Regions from separate parts of the Mus musculus genome. Here regions 1 and 2 are each linked to region 3. Evidence: chromatin contacts called from public promoter capture Hi-C data. All regions are on one chromosome and are shown on one strand. The core of a region is the stretch at or near the end of the contact, and the rest is flanking DNA. Distances in the headings are between cores, read along the strand shown.

What was found. Promoter capture Hi-C pulls out the DNA fragments that hold promoters and counts their contacts.
Region 1: a promoter capture Hi-C map of hippocampal neurons shows a contact between it and region 3, with 3 times the contacts expected there. The contact joins the promoter of Klhl12 here to the enhancer-like site in region 3. A contact is called at or near these places in 3 of 39 promoter capture datasets (embryonic stem cells and hippocampal neurons), 3 of 484 Hi-C or Micro-C datasets (cerebellum, embryonic stem cells and liver), 1 of 115 datasets of contacts at active chromatin or transcription factors (pancreatic cancer cells) and 3 of 9 other capture datasets (adipose tissue, embryonic stem cells and pancreatic islet).
Region 2: a contact with region 3 is called in a promoter capture Hi-C map of hippocampal neurons, with 2.2 times the contacts expected there. The contact joins the promoter of Kdm5b here to the enhancer-like site in region 3. A contact is called at or near these places in 5 of 39 promoter capture datasets (the C10 cell line, hippocampal neurons, neutrophils and 2 more), 1 of 15 datasets of contacts at CTCF or cohesin (large pre-B cells) and 1 of 115 datasets of contacts at active chromatin or transcription factors (pancreatic cancer cells).

Annotation. Positions count from the first base shown.
Region 1 is chr1:134,453,093-134,456,817 of GRCm38.p6, reverse strand. Klhl12 (kelch-like 12) reads right to left here and starts at 1,287. Exons shown (of 12, transcript NM_001311136.1): 1 at 1,153-1,287.
Region 2 is chr1:134,558,043-134,562,250 of GRCm38.p6, reverse strand. It overlaps Kdm5b (lysine (K)-specific demethylase 5B), which reads right to left and starts at 2,073. Exons shown (of 27, transcript NM_152895.2): 1 at 1,709-2,073. The coding sequence starts at 1,912. It also overlaps a transcript of Mgat4e not described here.
Region 3 is chr1:134,144,976-134,148,719 of GRCm38.p6, reverse strand. Chit1 (chitinase 1 (chitotriosidase)) reads right to left here. Exons shown (of 12, transcript NM_001284525.1): 6 at 3,303-3,468; 7 at 3,005-3,129; 8 at 2,035-2,158; 9 at 199-384. Among named protein-coding and RNA genes, the nearest start is that of Gm46158, 35 kb to the left of the region's middle. Within about 2 kb of position 2,384, at least 6 of the 459 cell types and tissues checked have an H3K27ac peak or open chromatin away from gene starts, as enhancers often do. A contact at or near this core is called in hippocampal neurons, where this site is marked.

The DNA of each region.
Region 1 (3,725 bases), core at 38-2,537, 310 kb before region 3:
CTGAGACAACTTGCTAAAGTAAATGCTTTTTGTTTTTAAAAGGTTTGCTTAAGCTAACATAGTTTCAAACTATGAGATGCAAGAAACTGGGGATTTGCTGAATTCTCAGGAGCTGAAGATTATGAAGATTTCCTAGTGTTCTAGCACAAGGCCCAGCCTGTGATTAAACTTTAAGATTTGTTTCATAAATGACAGTAACCTCAGGGCTGCAACTTTCCTCCTAGCACAAAGCCTGACCATATATTCACCATTCAAAAACTACACATTCTAGAACAGCTAATATGTAAATAGAGGGGTTCCATTCTAAATCATTCTAGAAGGAAGAAAAAAGGCAATGAGAGAGAGAGAGAGAGAGAGAGAGAGAGAGAGAGAGAGAGAGAGAGAGAGAGAGAGAGAAAGGAGTTCTCCCCTAAGAACACCAAGCTTACCATCAAGTATTAGGGAGACCTAGGTAGGCAAGGAGTTAGATATGCGGTAATCATGGAAGCTGCAACAGTATCTTGGTAGCTGTGTCTCCCGGTTAAGCAGGGACTACACTAAGGTTCCCATGGTCAAAATCTGTAAAACTGTATTTGGGATGTTCCACCAAGGCAAACGATACTTAACAAATTGCCAAAACCGCGTTAAAGGGTCTGCATTCTCAAAAGGCACTGGCTTCATTACAATGTGTTGGAGTTTCCAAATCTCCCACCCCATACCTTGCTTTTTTTTTTTTTTTTCAAGATTGCTGGGGATAAATGCCTTACAAGAGGAGGTGAAGACCACTATAATTTGGGAGGGAAAGGGAATTATCTTACCTTCATGCATGAATATACCTTACACCTCACTAATATTCTTAAGAAACTTCTTTAAAACCCCAATGCGCTACTGCCTACCTTCGGAGGAAGCCCACTCCAATCTTTGGAGTGTGTAGCTTTACTAAATAAACGTCCCCTTACTGTTTCTCAGCTGAATTCTTTCCTCCCAGGTTAAACCTTCTCCCGGGGCAGGCGGCAGCTGCTCCGGAGAAGCCGAGAAGGCAGCGCTATGCCTGCAGCGCCCCAGCTCATCTCCTACCGACCCGGGCTGGGGGGGGTACCCGGGTTGGGGGAAGGCCGCGCCCCCGGCTGAGGGCAGAGGGAAAGGCCGTGTGTCAGGGCCGCGCTCACTCACCAGGGCTCCTGGGCCGTCCGAGCCGAGGTGCTAGGCGCCGGGCTCCCAGGCGGCTGAGCAGCCGGAGCGCCGCCGCTGCCGCCCGGACCAGCCGCTGCGGAGCAGTCTCCGTGGTAAACTCCAGTCTCGGAGTACGGCGACCGCGCGGCATGATGACGTCACGCCACGGGAGGGGCGGGCCTCTCCTGGGTTACGTCACCTTAGGAGGCCGAGCCAAGAAGTCCTGCTTACCTGAGAGCTCAGAAAAAGAGACCTGAGAGTGGGTAGACGGGTGGGTGGGGAGTGCCGCGTGTGACAGTGCGCTGGAGGCCAGAAGGACCCAAGACTGGCGGTCCCCACGCGGTATGGCAGGCGCTAGGCTGCGTTCCTGCCACACTCGGGAGACCCACGGGGTTTCAGAGTTCTCTAGGTCGGTTTCTGAAGAATCAGGCTCCGCTTCACCATAGGGAGGACTTTCCCATCCCGGATAACCACAGGGTCCTAAATGTGCCTGTCACCATGAGGCGATTGCTTCCTTCACTCCAAGGAAAAGGAACTTGTGGATTGACTGAGCCACCAGAAATGGGTCGCAGTAGGGGAAACTGCAAAGACCCTTCTCAAAGAAGACGCCACAGCCATCTCCTCTCCTCTGACTCACCATGGTCGTTCATTAGTGCTGCGGTTCTTAGGACGTTTGCTTTTCGTTGATTTTGACTTTTTGCCTTTGGCTGAGAAGGGAAAGATGTTTCTTGTTCCAGTATAGATGAATGACTAATTGGATTATCCAGTTTTCCTTTGCACGGCGTTTGGTTCTTAGGGATAGTAAAGTGTAGTCAAGAGGGCAGCGTCTTCGTTTTACATAGTGTTTTCTTCGTGTCATAGCTTCTTGATCCCAAACTGTTCCTGACATTTAAATATGGTGGACAGAGTGCAGAATTGATAGAAAATGTTGAGGGCACTCTGGAAATAGTTGTTAAAATGATCAATGTAGATCTATTTTGTCTAGGTTTTGTAGTGTAGTCATCAGACTTCAGGGCAGGAATGCTTCCCCACCAAATCTGGACCCAGAACTACTACAGCAGATGAACTTAAGGTAGCTAGAACAGAAGCTAACGATCTTGGGCACCAGGCACATACATGGTGCTCATGTATACATGTAGGCAAACCATTTATGCACATAAAATCTTAAAATTACAAAACATATCTACTGGTTCTCCTGGTCTTCTCTGGCTACTTCTGCTTTTATATATGCATTTCCCCTAGTAACATCTTTGCCCTTTTTCTTTCATCTAGGCAAATGCTTTCCTGATGAGCAGAAAAACACACAAATTCTTTAAGAATTTCTGTGAGAGCTAGACATTACACGTGCATACCCACACTTGGGAGACTAAAGCAGGAGAGAACAAATTCAAGGGGAGAAAACAATAACAACTAAAGCTGAAAATGTGGCTGGCATGTGAAAGGCCCAAGACAGGTGAAGGTCAGAGGGTTGAGAGTTTCTTTGTTTTTGTTTTTAAGATTTTATTTATTTTATGTATATGAGTACATCTTTTAAGCAAGTAAATATGAATTAGTGTGGTTTGAAACCAAGAAAGGTTAAAGTGTACTTGCACACGTATGGATATTCTTGGAGCCATAAGAGAGAAAAATGGCCTAAAGAGGAGGTTGTGTGCATTCCAGGGGTGAGATGAGGGAAGGAAGGAGAAAATAGGACAGCGAGGAGGCACAGACAGGAAGGCAGACAGAAAAGTATCAAGGAAAACTTGGAGAAAGTTGCTACATAGATGTATTGGATAACAACCAGATCCAAGTGGAAAGATACAATATGTAAAAACAGTTTTGTGGCCAGGCATACTAACTAAGGTTTGTATTTCCAGCATTCAAGAAGCAGAAGGATGCGATTTGAGGCAAACCTGGACCTATTTAATGAGCAACAGACCAGCCAGACCCAGTTGTAAAATGTCAACAGTAAAAAGCTCTTTTCTCAGTGTTAACTGTGGAAAAAAAAGGGAGGGGGGAGCTATTAGTTCGTTGTTGTGTGGTGGAAGGTTTTCACCAGTTAGTGGTGGTGCATACCTTTAATTCCAGAGGCAGAAACAGGCAGATAGCTGAGTTTGAGGCCAGCCTGGTCTACAGAGTGAGTTCCAGGATAGCCAGGGCTACATAGAGAAACCCTACTTCAAACAAGAAGAAAGAACAAAAGAGAGGGGGAGGAGGGGAAAGGAAGGGGAAAGGAAAGGGAAAGGAAAGGGAAAAAGGGGAGGGAAGGGAAAAAGGGAAGGGAAGGGAAAAAGGGAAGGGAAGGGGAAAAGGGAAGGGAAGGGAAAAAGGGAAGGGAAGGGGAAAAGGGAAGGGAAGGGAAGGAAAAAAGGAAAGAATTTGAGGGTACTTGATCCTCCCAGGTGACTGGGCTGTACATTCGAAAGACCTTTGTCAGTAGCTTATCCAAGATAGAATGACAATTACCAAGAAAACTGACAAGCAGGCTGGGGAAAAATGCTCGGGCCACCAGAGCTACACAGAGCTTGGTTTTTGGTTTTGTTTTTTGTTTTTTTTTGGGGGGGGGTTGTTTGTTTCTTGTTTTTTAAAAAAAT
Region 2 (4,208 bases), core at 824-3,323, 410 kb before region 3:
CTGGTACATTAAGATAAAGCTAAATCGCTCAATGTTTGAAACGTGGTCCACATTTCAGAATCAAAACCCTAGGTCTAACCAGGCAAGGGTGTAACTTCTGCAGGCCTCTACAGTAAAAGAAACCTTCCATCGCCTCTGTCCATTTCACCAGAAGAAATGAATCTATTTCCAAACATTTCCCCCCATACTAGCTGACCTGGCCAGTTATTTTCTGAGGCATTTCATTTCTGCTTTCAAAGTTGTCCAAGAGCAACTAAAATATGGTATCTGTGTTTTAATTTTTCTTTCGTGGGGGTAGTGAAAGGATAAGGCTTTATTCAGGGATCTCTCGCAAACATCTTTTCTAGAACGTCTACGTACACAATCCCCTAAATCAAAATGCCATTACATAGAGCAAGTTTAAGGGAGAAAGGGGTAAAAGGCGTGGGGGGGGGTCTTTTTCACTTGAGAGCAGGGAAAGATAGAAAATTCTTAAACGGTAGGCAAGGCAGTTAAACCTTTCCAACCGACCCGGCCGGTCCAACGGTCGTTTAGGCCAACTCAGACTCAGGTCATCCCAAAAGGTAGGCGAAAAACCTGGGGTGTCGCAGCGCATCCAGTTCCGGCTGCGGGGGGAGGGGGTACGGGGAGGGGGACGGGGACGGGGAAGGAGTGGGCCGGGCTCTCCGCGGACGTTGCAGCCGTTAGGGCCGTCTTGGGGACACCCCACCCCTCAGAGCCCCCCAAGCTCGAGGCGCTAGAGCCCCCGCCGGGAAGGCCGAGTAGGGAAAGCTAGGGACCAGGATGAAATCTCCAAGAGCTCGTCTGACATCTCCCCTACAAGCACAGCCTCTCCACCTCAGCCCCAGCCAGGCCTCCCCCCCCCCCCCGCGCCGGGAGCAAAGCAGTCCGGCCCCAAGTCCGTGTGGGAGCGTCCGCCAGGACCTGCGAGCATCAGGGCCCCCGCCGCTTGGCCTGCCCCCACCATCCTCAAAGTGTCGTCCCCCCACCCCGACCCTTGCACCCCCACCACCACTCAACCAGCCGCTCCAGACCGGCCCAGCGGCTCCTCCCCTCCCCCAGTAGCGCCGGCCGCCCCCTGGCCCAGCTCGCCCTGGGGACTCCCAGAGGCCGAGGGACCAGGTGGTGGTGGGGGACCCGGGTCCGGAGGGTGGGGCGCTCAGGTGAGGGCAGCTTCGGGCCGACGCCGCCACCACACAAAGGACCAGGGGCTCCCGCCGCCATATTGAAAACTTTCCTCCTCACACGACAACTCGCAAGTCCCCCACCCCCACCCATCACACACCCCCGCACCCCGAGAAGGAGGCGAGGACCAGCCACGGAGCCGTGCGGGCCCAGAGCCCTGCCTCCGCGCCCGCGTCTCAGCCGGGCTCGGGAGGACTCCCCAGCGACCACCCCGGCGGCTGCCAACCACTCCAGCCCGCACCGCTGCCGGGCGGTGCAGCGCACCAGCCCCCGGAGCCGCACCGACCTAGCCCCCTCCGGCCGCCCCGCCGGAGCCCGCGGTCCTCACGGCCCACATCCCACCCGGGACGGGGGCCCCCGCGCCTTCCTCCCACCGCCGCATCTCCGACCCTCGGAGCCACCCCAAACTTGACCGGGCCCGCGGGACGACCGCTCCCCGCCCCCGCGCCTCCGGCCTCCCGGGCCGCGCGTCCTCGCTCCCTCCCCCAGCCGCGAGCAGGATCCGGGGTGCTGGCTGACTCACCGGCGGCGGCCGCACCTTACAGATCCCAGTCTGCTCGGCTATGGGCCGGATCTTGTGGATGAAAGCGAAGGGGTCCGCGAACTCTTCCCAGCTCGGCTCGAAGACCGGACACTCGGGGGGAGGCAGGAACTCTCCCAGCGGGCCCGGGCCCCCGAGGGGCAGCGCCGGGCGCGGGCCTGGGGGCAGCGTGGTGGCCGGCTCCATCACCGCGACCTGGGCAGGGGCGAGCACAGGGCAGGCTCCGCAACCGCGGCAGCGAGCTCCGCTCCGTCCGAAACCCGTGCAGACGCACAGCTCGGGCGACAGGTCCGACTTCTACTAGCAACGGCAACACCTAGGGCTTTTTCAGCCTTCCTCCGACGACGTCTTGCCGCTACCCCACGCAGTGCTCCTCCGCCGCCACGGCGAGGAAAAAAGTCCCTGCTGCCACCCCGAGCCAGGTCTCGCCCCGCCCCCTAGCCGGGAGGGGCAGGGGCCTTCCGCCTGGGATGTTTATCCTTAATGCTTCAGTTAACCTCTGAAGTTTCAGAATTCTTCCTCTCAAGAAGTTAACAGTCTAGTAGGGAGAACAGAGTTACAATCCATCAATCACGTCATATATTTTGGCACGAAAGATTTGCTTAGTAAAACCCGAGAAGCAGAGTACTGAAATTGGAGGATTCTCCAGGTAGAGAAAACACCTTGAACACAAGGAGCAGCAAGGACAGACACATAGAGTAATGAGGAGAGCAATAACTCTTCGAGCACTTGCTTATCCTAGACACTGTGTAAAGTGCAAGTGCTTTTCGGGATTGTTTAGTCTGTGAGGGGATTAAGCATTTGACCAAATCCAACAGTTCAGTCTATTTACTGGAAAGTAGGGTTGTTGCACAGAAATCTACACATATACAAGGTTGGACTTGAGCAAAAGCATCTTGAAATAATCCAATCAAGGAATGATGGGGCCTAAATAAATTCAGCAGCGCTATAGGTTAAAGTGAAATTGTAGGAAATAAAAGTTAGACTAGGACGGGACCAGAAGAATAGCGTACTAAGGGTCTGACAGATGGCATCCCTGGGACAAGCATCCATGAGCATGTTCTAGGGAAGATGTATTCACCCCTGAACAGGCTGAGCCTGAGATGTCTCTGCTACAAAGATTTTCAACAGGCTAAAAGGTACAACAGGTCTGAAGGAAAGAAAGAGATCAGAGTGTTTCAGAGGAAGCAATGGAAGAGCTGAGAGGTTAAGTAACCATGAAATCCAAAGATGGGGGATGGCCCCAGAAAAAGTCAGGTCATAAGTAGAACTTGAACACAAACATAATTTCTTTTTTTTTTTTTTTGTTTTGTTTTTTCGAGACAGGGTTTCTCTGTATAGTCTTGGCTGTCCTGGAACTCACTTTGTAGACCAGGCTGGCCTCGAACTCAGAGATCCACCTGCCTCTGCCTCCCAAGTGCTGGGATTAAAGGCGTGTGCCACCACCGCCCGGCGATTTCTTTAATCTAGAAAGCAACCAAACTCGTGGAAAGACTGCCTGCCACTGTATAAGGAAGGATCAGTGGCTCCACAGCCCTCCCTTCAGAATAGACCATCACTCAGCCTCTGGGTTTAGATTTTAATAGGACTAATGTGACCTAGGCTGGCCTGGAACTCTCTACATAGCCAAAGATGACTCTGATCTCCTGATCATCCTCCTGCCTCTACCTCTTAAACGCTGGGATTACAGATATATCCTATCACACAGAGACCATGGTTCTTCAGCTTAAAAATGGAAAGAGTTAGAAGTTAGATGTGGTGGCGCACACCTTTAATCCTACACAAAGTTCCAGGCCAGCCAGACCTGCATAATGAGCTTCCGCATCAAAGACAGAGAGAGCCGGCTCAGCAGATTAAGGGCATTTGCTTCCGCCTTAGAGGATGTAAACTTAGTTTCCAGATCAATGCCCATCAGCTCCCAACTGCCTCTTCACCCCCAGCCTCAGAGGCTCTGATGTCTCTCCTGGCCCCTACAAGCAACACACACATTTTTTTTATTTTTTTATTATTTTCCTCATTTACATTTCAAATGCTATCCCAAAAGTCCCCTATACCCTCCCCCGCCCTGCTCCCCTACCCACCCACTCCCACTTCTTGGCCCTGGCATTCCCCTGTACTGGGGCATATAAAGTTTGCAAGACCAAGGGGCCTCTTTTCCCAATGATGGCCAACTAGGTCATCTTCTGATATATATGCAGCTAGAGACATGAGCTCTGGGGGTACTGGTTAGTTCATATTGTTCCACCTATAGGGTTGCAGACCCCTTCAGCTCAACACACATTTAAAAAATTTTTTTAAATATAAAAAATACAAAACATTTTTCAGTGAAGGGGAGAAAAGCCCCAGTCTTTAATAAGCTCTATCGAAGTACCTGGCCTCTAAAACAGTTCAGCAATTCTTGAAGAAGGCAAAACTTTTCTTAGCTCTACAGGGATTTGGAGCCTGAATAAGACATATATTGTCTTAAATAATAATAAAATAA
Region 3 (3,744 bases), core at 1,135-3,634:
CTGTGGAGTCACCTAGGGCTGCAGATTTAAACTTTAGGCTTCCGAGCTTAAAGATATACACAAGGGGTCCAGGGCGGGATAGAGTTCCCTTGGCCGAAATTCTCCATGCAAGCCACCTTTCCTCAGAAACTACAGGAGAAGCCCTCTTACCGATCAGGAGTCCTCTAGCATATTCAGGGTAGCTAAAAGTCGTCTTACCTCATAGTAAGCCAGGACCCCTTTGTCCTTCGTATAGGGGCCTGGGGCACCAGGCCCTGTGGCTGGGGCCCCAACTCCATTGTCTGACGAGGAGGCCAAGGTGAAAGAGCGTCCATAGGTAGGCATGCCAAGGATCAGTTTGCTGGCTGGGGTCCCCTTCTGCAGCCAGAGCGTCACAGCAGCATCCTGGTAGAGAAGGGGGCCTGCTTATCTGTCTTTACCTTGGTTTTGGTTGCCTAAGAACGGGGTTCTAGAGGGATCAACGGGACCTGGATCTCCCCAAGGCTTTTCATAGGCATCCCGTTTATATCCATCTTCTTTCATTCCCACTTTAGACTCCTACATCCTATGAGGGAAGCTGCGAGGTTCAATAGCCAGATTTGGGGATTTGGAACCAGTCAACCATGTACCCAACAAGTAGTCACCGACAGTCCCCTGTGCACCAGGCTCTTTCCCAGAGGCCTGGAATACATCACTGTAGAAAGAAGACCGAGATCCCTGCCTCACTTGGCAATGTAAGGGCATACATGAGCCTAGCAGAAGTGATACAGCAAGCTGTGAGCATGTTCTCTGTTAACTAGTATGGTGAGAAGTTTCGCCAGGGAACAAGGTCAGGGGCTTGGGTTGGCATCCCTGGTGTCTACCCACAATCGTGTGATAACAGATGTGTAATTCTAGGCCTGTGGCTGGAAGAGACATTGGATCTAGTGATGCTGAGTAACTATTGAAAAATGAAAATTTGTCCTTCGGGCCTATACTGTGGCTCAGTGTCCTCATGGTGAGTCTGGGCCTCTTCGGTAAAGACAGTTTTCATTGCATTGATTTCTTTTTGTTAGTCTGAATAGATTACCCATGATCAAACCCCAAATTTCTGAGAGAAAAACTAGGGTCCCTGAATGACACATCTTATGTATGTTTAGATAGGGGAGACTGGCCAGAAGCAGTTCTCAGACACACAATTGGCAAGTAGAAGACATGTGGTCAAAGGCAAAACCCTTCCTTTTCCAGCCCAGAGAATACCCGGCTGATGGGCTCAGCCCCAAACAGCAATCAGCTTTGTGTCTTTGTGTCCTCCACTGAACTGAGCTGTTTAGCTTCCTTCAAAACCCATTCTGTTTTCCAGATGAGGTACACAGTCAGGCCTGATGTGGCCCTCTAACCCACAGTATTAACTTTGTGAAAGTGCCAGAGAGATAAAAATGTCCTATTCCTGCCCTCTCAGATACAGGACACCAAAAGCAAAAGGCATTCCAAATTTAGGGAGTGCCATGGTGGCTGTCTTAAGAAAGAGAAATGAATCGTTTCTTTCTTAAGAATGATTCTTTCTTAAGAAAGAATCGTTATTCTTGACCTGTGACTATAGTCTGGGCATATATAAGCTATCCAGACTTCTCAGAGAGAAAGAGTTGGGCAGGAAATCCCAGCTCCAGTTTAAGACCAGTCTGCCCTTCCAGGGCCTGGTTGTTCCTCCTCAAGTGATGTCCCTTGCAGTGTTATCAACCTTGGGCAAGGATGGATGTGAAACATGTGGGGGTCATACTGGCTGTAGAGTCAAGTTCCAAGGAAGCTTCCACATCAGTCCCTTGTGTGTCTGATGTCATTAAAGTGACTTGCTCTGTTGTCAGCTAAGATCCTGCAGAGAAGTGACACCTTCCCCTCAGAAATGGCATGGGACAGAATAAAGCCAGCAAACAAGACAACAGGAAAAGCCTGGTCCTTGGTGTCGTCCTTGGTTTTCCTGGTTTTGTTTTCCATTAGGGAACTGGGGTTCAAACGAGGCCACTACCCAGGTCCTGCTGGACAGAAGACCCCCGCCTCATCCCACCAACCACTCACCACGTTTTGCTCAGCGGCTGCCCCACTTTCTCCTTGCCTTTTGTAGAGGGGGCTGTTATGCCCTGTGGTCTTTTCCAAGGAGCTGTGGAAGTCGTAGGCCATAAGGTTGATGAAATCCAAGCTCCTGCAGGAGACATGGGAAGGGGTGGGAACAAGAAGGAGAGATAAGGACATTCTCTATCCCTCACCCTCAGACCATTCCCATTCCCACTGTGGTGTTGGACATTGTCTTCGATGTCCTGCCCCCCACCGCCCACGTCAGCACCCTCAGGTGTTTTCTGTTCTGTGCGAGAGAGCTGGTTCGATTTTGCCATTTTGGAAGCAATCTAGCTCAGTGCTTCCAAAGCGTTAACATTTCATAAGTCCCCTGAGAATCTCACTAAAATGTAGGCGTTCACTCAGCAGGCTGCATTTCTAACAAGCTTTCACACACACACACACACACACACACACACACACACACACACACACTCACTCACACTCACAGCATCTCTCTCTATGTAGCTGGCCTGGAAATCAGTGAAGAGCAGGCTGGTTTCAGACTCACAGGGACTTGCCTGCCCTCACCTCCTGAATGCTGGGAATAAATGCATGCACCGGTGTACCATCTCTCAAGTGTCATAGGGGCTGCAGCTCCACACACCCCACCGAGGAGCTAGCATGTGACCTCCCATATTCTTGGAGATGCTTAAGGGTTGTGATCTCCCTCCTCCTGCCCCAAGTGTGTTCTTTCTTGAACCTTGTGAGTACCAGAGGAAGGGAAGAACAAAGACCACCTAACCATCCCCACACACCCACAGAAAGGATCTGAAATAGTGCAGTGTAGCCAACACAGAAAGCAGTGACTTCTCAGTTGCGTGATAACAACTGGAAGTCATGCCTTGCAAGCAGAGATCTGCTTTGTTTCTGGAATGCTCAACCACCCTGGGCTGCTCCAGCCTTGGAGAACATAGGGATTCATGAGACTCACTGGGCAATCTTGTCCACCTCGTAGCCAGCATCCACCAGGCCTCGATCACTCGGTACAGCTGCAGTCAGAAGGAGGCGTTCCTTCCCTGAGGACTGGGCTTCCTCCTGGAAGGCTTTGGCCAAGTCCTGTGGGAAGAACAGCATGAAGGTAGAGGCAGGAGCTAGCAGGACCCTCTATGCTATTACCCACTCCCTGATAGGTGTTCACATTCTGCAGTCTGAAGCTGCTGGCACTGGGGTAGGACCACCACCCTGAGTCACTCGGCAGACTGAATGACCCTAGTCCCTCCCAGCCATACCTGTATCAGGGCTGTGAATCTCTCTTTGTCTACTGTGGGGCTCCCACGTCCACCTGGGAACTCCCAGTCAAGGTCAAGGCCATCAAAACCTTGAGTGCGCAGGAAACTTAGGGCTGACTTCACAAAGGTCTGCCGGTTGCTGGCGGTGGCCACCATGTCTGTGAACCTGTGGAATGATGGAAGGGGTGTGGCCTGACTGGGGCTAGACAGGTCACTGTCTTGCTCAAGGGTGAATAGGAGAGTTCTCGGGGTCCCAATCACATGTTTAGACAAGAAAGGGTTCTAGGGTTCCTGGGGGCTGCTGGGGTACTTGCTGACAGGTTAAGGGCCTGGTTAAGAAAAGGAACAACAGAAGTGCTTTCTAACCCTAATGTCACTGTCACTGGGGCTGCTCCAATCCCCCTGCAGTCCCTGACTGTCTCGTTGTCAAAATTATCCCCAC